2 separate regions of the Pan troglodytes genome follow, and region 2 is linked to region 1. A link is a contact called in public capture Hi-C data. All regions are on one chromosome and are shown on one strand. The core of a region is the stretch at or near the end of the contact, and the rest is flanking DNA. Distances in the headings are between cores, read along the strand shown.

Region 1 (2,800 bases), core at 225-2,724:
ACCAAATAGGTAACATTGTCACTTCCTGCCTCCCTATGTCACCATACACAAATAGTGTCCCTCTGTCATCTATTTTGGTGACATAGGACACTATTTGTGTAAGTTCTTTAAGGACAGAAATTTGTGTCTAAGGTGTTCACAGCTGTACTCTCAGCACCTATGACTGTGCCTGCCATATAATAAACAACTGCCAGATATCTATTATGTAAAACTATGCAGAGGGGACAGCGGTCTCAAGAAGAAATGGGGCTTGGGGAGGCGTTGGGGTTCAGGGAGGAGGCGTGGATTCAGTCAGGGGGATGCAAGCCAGTGAAGGGGACAAGCCCAGGGAGGGGAGAAGGCCCATGGATGAGACTGGCTCCATGAAGGTTACAGGGGATCAGGGAGCAAATGAGGATCTGGTGAGGGAGGGGGACTTGGTGAGGCCGTCTCTGTGGCATGCTGGGAATGCCGGCATCTCCGTTGCTCAGATAAGCTGCCTCCATTGCCTGTAACCAGGGAGCCAGGGTCAAACTCCCAGCTCCCCTCTTACTAACTATGTGGCCCTGGGTACATTAACCTCTCTCTGCCTCTGTTCCCTAATCTGTAAAGGGTGATGACAGAAGGACCTACCTCTTTTTTTCCTTTTTAAATTTTTATTAATTTATTTATTTTGAGATGGAGTCTCACTCTGTTGCCCAGGCTGGAGTGCAGTGGCGCAATCTCAGCTCACTACAACCTCTGCCTCCCAGGTTCAAGCAATTCTCCTGCCTCGGCCTTCTGAGTAGCTGGGATTACAGGCATATGCCACCACACCTGCCTAATTTTTGTATTTTCAATAGAGATGGGGTTTCACCATGTTGGCCAGGCTGGTCTGGAACTCCTGGCCTCAAGTAATACGCCTGCCTTCGGCCTTCCAGAGCTCTGGGATTACAGGTGTGAGCCACCACGCCCAGCCAGGACGTACTTCTTAGAGCTGCTGTGAGGATTAAATTAGTTCATACAGCCCAGCACTGTAAATGGTGTCTGGCACCTAATCAGCCCTTGATAAATGATAGCTTCTATATCATTATTATTAGTAACTCCTTGGTGTGGATTTTAAATGTCCCATTGGTGGTAGGGTGAGAGGGGTGGCTCTCGATGTCACCTCCTCTTTCTTGTGCTTACCAAGCCTCCTCCCACATCCCACAGCACCCTTCCTCTTCCCTGGTCTCAGGTCTTAAGAGGAAAAGGGAGACAGAGAAGCAAGGGAGAAAAGTCCCATCTCCTCACACACAGCTGCCAGGGCTGCAGATGCAAATGCATGCAATACACCCGATAGCCACCAGGTGGCAAACTCAGCCCACGCCCTAAAAAGGCTGCTGTGCCCTCAGCCAACCTCCTCTGGGAACAGTGCCTCTGGATGCAGGCACATCAGCGTCGAGGGCCCACCAGCTATTCCAGGAGGCAGACAGAGCACAGCCCGACCCAGGAGGGGCAGGCATGAGACATCCGGGCCAGCTGTTTCTGGCTGCCAGCCTGGGCTCTCTGTCAGCCCGGGCTGTGCTTCTCCAGAGAACGCTTCCCATCTCTTAGATGTGGGCTGACCTCCCTGTCACTCTCCCCTGGATGGGTTCACTCTCTCCACTTCCTCCTCACTTAGAAGCTGCCATTGACACACACTCCACTCCTGCTGAACGCCTCCCAGGAGGAAAACTGGAAAATGGGGATGGTCAGGAAACAGCCTGCTCACTGTTTAACACAATCTGAATTTAGGGTTTTTCCAAAACAAATTAAAAAGACATGCAGTCTGGAGGGGATGAAATGAGAGGCAGGCAGATGAGGGAGGAAGCTGCCACAATGGTGCAAAGGAGAAGATGCTGCAGCCTGAACCCGGGCAGTCGAAGCCACCTACCCAAGGAAGCCCTCCGTGACCTCCCAGCTTCCAGAGTGCCCTTCCAAGGCTGGAATGTGCGTCCCTCCTCACACACTTCCAGGTATTGTTACTTATCTCCTCTTGGACTTTGCCCATCCTGTCTCCCTCCCTCACCCAGCAGGCGGCCCACACCCTGGCATCCTACTCACCGCTTGTGGATCTTCTCCTCCAAATTCTCCGCGCAGAAGGCTTTGACTTCATAGTCCACACCGCAAGCCTGTGGGGAAGGGGTCACTGACCACAGGGCCTTGGAGAAGCAGGGTCCCCAGTACACAGCCAGCCCACCTCTCATTTTACAAACGAGGACACTGGACAGGAACACCAAGCTCCCACAGCCCAGCCTTCCTTGGTCTGGAAGAAGCAGGGGAACGCCCTTGTGCTCAGCCCCAATGCTGTGCTGCCTCCTCCATCTGACATGGGACATCCCAAACCACCCAAACGGGGCTCTGCTCTTTGGATTCCTGCCTCAGTCTGGGTGGCCATCCTCATCCAGGCAGCTGCCCAGAAATAGCAACAGGCACCTGAGCAGACTGGGGGCGCCTACTACTGTGCGCAGACCCAGCCCTGGGTGGCTTATCTGGTATTCCTCTAACAAGACAAGGAGGCACGTGCTGTTATCTCCATCTTACAGATGAGGAAGCTGGGCTCAAAGGTCTGGAGCTAGTGGTGTCACTTCTCTCCAACCCTCAGTTTCCCCATCTGTGAAATGGGGATGATAGCACTTTGATTCCAGGTTGCCAGGGGTTACATGAGGCCAGGTGTAGGTCCTCAGAACACTTTGGTCCTGTTGCAGCCAACGCCACCCAGGAGAGCCTCCAGACCCATCACTGAATGGGAGAGTGAGGCTCACCCCGTACCTGCTGCCCTGTCTGAAGAGAGACTGGTTGTCCAAGGTGGGACCAGCTT
Region 2 (2,800 bases), core at 83-2,582, 100 kb after region 1:
GGCAACAGAACAAGACTCCAAGACTCCGTCTCAAAAAATAAACTAAACTAAACAAATTGTAACATTTTCCACACTGTTCTGCACTTTTCTTTCTTTCTTTCTTTTTTTTATGAGACAGGGTCTTACCCTGTCATCCAGACTGGAATGCAGTGATCTTGCCTCACTGCAGCCACAACCTCCTGGGTTCAAGCAATCCTCCTGCCTCAGCCCCCCAAGTAGCTGGAACTATAGGCATGCACCACCACACCTGGCTAATTATTTTTTTTTTTTCTATTTTCTGTAGAGATGGGTTTTTGCCACATTGCCCAGGCTGGTCTTGAACTCCTGGGCTCATATGATCCTCCCGAAAGTGCTAGGGTTACAGGCATGAGCCACTGCACCTGGAATTTTTTTAAATCCTGGAAAATGGCTTATCCCAATACACATAGAGGTATCTCATTATTGTACATGATTCATAGTATCCCATCTGATGGACACAGTACAATTTTGAACAGTTCCCTAGCGTTGGACATTTTGGTGGCTTCCAATATTTTGCTGTAGTGAATATTTTTGTGCATATACAATATCTCACCTATAGGAATGTATTTGCAGGATAATTTCCTGGAAGCACTAGAAGCGCAACTGCTGGGTCAAAGGGCAAGTGTATTTAAAATGTTCAAGGTTATTACCAAGTTGCCTTTCACATCAATTCACTGTTTATGTCATTTTATGATCATACAGAAGCTTTTTTTAAATTCAGAGAAAAATATAACACAGTCATTGTTTTTGATAATAAGAAACCAGCATTTATGAAGCATCTACTGTGTATCAGGAACTTTACACATATTGCCAAAAACACTCAGGACCCCTCTGAGGCACAATGAATTAAGTATTTTGTTCGAGGCACCCACAAAGGAGGTGGCAGAACCAGAAACCAAGCCACGGTCTGTCGGGATCCTCAGCTTGGGCCTGGGCTTGCTCCTTGTCATCATGCAGAAGCTGACACCCTGGTATGAGGAACTGGATTCCAGCATAACTCACAGTGATGTCACATGACAGGTGTCTGCATGGAGGCCTGAACCAAGAGCTGGAACACAGACCCAGAGAACAGGGAAGGTCGGGTGGCGGTGGGGTGGCTGAAGGGGCTTCATAGAGGCAAGAGCCTTGAAGGTGAGGCCTAAGGGTTGGAGGGAACAGATTTTGCTGGTGAAAAGTAGACAAGGCTGCTCAGGGGAAAGGGATCCACAAAGACATAGAGGCCTGAAAATCAACTGGGGAAAGAAGAGCTAGTGTGCACAGAGCAGAGGTTGGTCTGGGGCTGAGGCTGGAAAGGTGGGGTGCAGGCAGGGGGTGAAGAACCCCTTGCAGGCCGCTCTATGGAGCTTGGGCCTTCCAGCGGGAGGCTGCTCATCTGGGAGGCTGGACAGGGCACATGGCATGGGGTGGAGCTCAGACTCTGGAGCTAATCTTACCTCCACCCCTTCCTTGCTCTGTGCGCTGTCTCCTCCTCTGTGAAACAGAGAATCTAATTCATAACATTGTGGGAATTAAATGTGTTAAGACAAGTTTAAAAAATAAAAAACACTGGCTGGGCATGGTGGCTCACGCTTGTAATCCCAGCACTTTGGGAGGCCGAGATGGGCAGGACGGGTGCATCACGAGGTCAGGAGATGAAGACCATTCTGGCTAACACGGTGAAACCCCGTCTCTACTAAAAATACCCAAAAAATTAGCCAGGCGTGGTGGCAGGCACCTGTAGTCCCAGTTACTCAGGAGGCTGAGGCAGGAGAATGGCGTGAACCCGGGAGGCAGAGCTTGCAGTGAGCCGAGATTGCGCCACTGCACTCCAGCCTGGGCAACAGAGCGAGATTTCATCTCAAAATAAGTAAATAAATAAATAACACCTGACACTTCACAAGCACTCAAGAAGTGGTAGCCATTTATTAGTGAACAATTGAATTGTTTTAAAAAGTTGTTTTTTTAAATGGATAACCTCTTTTTTTTAGGTTGTTAAAAAAAATCTTAGTTGGCAGAGCATTGGTTCCATTTGGCAGGAGATGACAGGAGGTGATATCATAACGGCCTAGTCCAGGCACCACTGACAAGGGTTTTGATCAGAGCGATGTCAGGTCCATCTCTGGGCAGCACAGCTGCCGAGACAGCTCTCAGTAGTTTATATGTGTTGCCAAACAATAATTGTCCTAAAGTGTTGAAATGCTGTTACGCAAATGCAGATTTTAGAAAGTTAGCATTTATTTAGCTCTTACTATTATAATTAAAGTATCTAATCCTCTCACCAACCTTATTGGAGAAGTACTCTTATTATCCCCATTTTACAGATGACAAAACTGAGATCCAAAGAGAGCTTTAGGCCATTTTCCCAAGGCCACACAACTAGGGTCCACACCAGGCTTTGTGAGTCCAGAGATGGTTCTCATCTCTTTTTTTGTTTTTTGGTTTTTGGTTTTTATTAGAGACAAAGTCTCACCCTGTTTCCCAGGCTGGAGTGCAGTGGCACGATCTTGGCTCACTGCAACCTCTGCCTCCTGGGTTCAAGTGATTCTCCTGCCTCAGCCTCCCAAGCAGCTGGGATTACAGGCGTGCACCACCATGCCTGGCTAATTTTTGTATTTTTAGTAAAGATGGGGTTTCACCATGATGGCCAAGCTGGTCTTGAACCCCTGACCTCAAGTGACCCTCCCACCTCGGCCTCCCAGAGTGCTGGGATTACAGGCGTGAGCACCCATGCCCAGTGCTCTCACCTCTTTTTGGATCTGCCTTTCCAGTGGGAAACTGAATCAAGAATCCAGTTGGTGGTGGT

What was found. Capture Hi-C pulls out chosen DNA fragments and counts their contacts.
Region 2: a capture Hi-C map of stem cell-derived neural stem cells shows a contact between it and region 1, with 5 times the contacts expected there. The contact joins two enhancer-like sites. A contact is called at or near these places in 5 of 7 Hi-C or Micro-C datasets (blood, induced pluripotent stem cells, a lymphoblastoid cell line and 1 more) and 1 of 1 other capture datasets (stem cell-derived neural stem cells).

The regions. Positions count from the first base shown.
Region 1 is chr9:77,304,462-77,307,261 of NHGRI_mPanTro3-v2.0_pri, forward strand. It overlaps ARRB1 (arrestin beta 1), which reads right to left. Exons shown (of 15, transcript XM_016921618.4): 7 at 2,044-2,111. Among named protein-coding and RNA genes, the nearest start is that of TPBGL, 39 kb to the left of the region's middle. Within about 2 kb of position 1,475, at least 7 of the 24 cell types and tissues checked have an H3K27ac peak or open chromatin away from gene starts, as enhancers often do. A contact at or near this core is called in stem cell-derived neural stem cells, where this site is marked.
Region 2 is chr9:77,406,064-77,408,863 of NHGRI_mPanTro3-v2.0_pri, forward strand. No RefSeq gene overlaps it. Among named protein-coding and RNA genes, the nearest start is that of RPS3, 18 kb to the right of the region's middle. Within about 2 kb of position 1,333, at least 1 of the 24 cell types and tissues checked has an H3K27ac peak or open chromatin away from gene starts, as enhancers often do. A contact at or near this core is called in stem cell-derived neural stem cells, where this site is marked.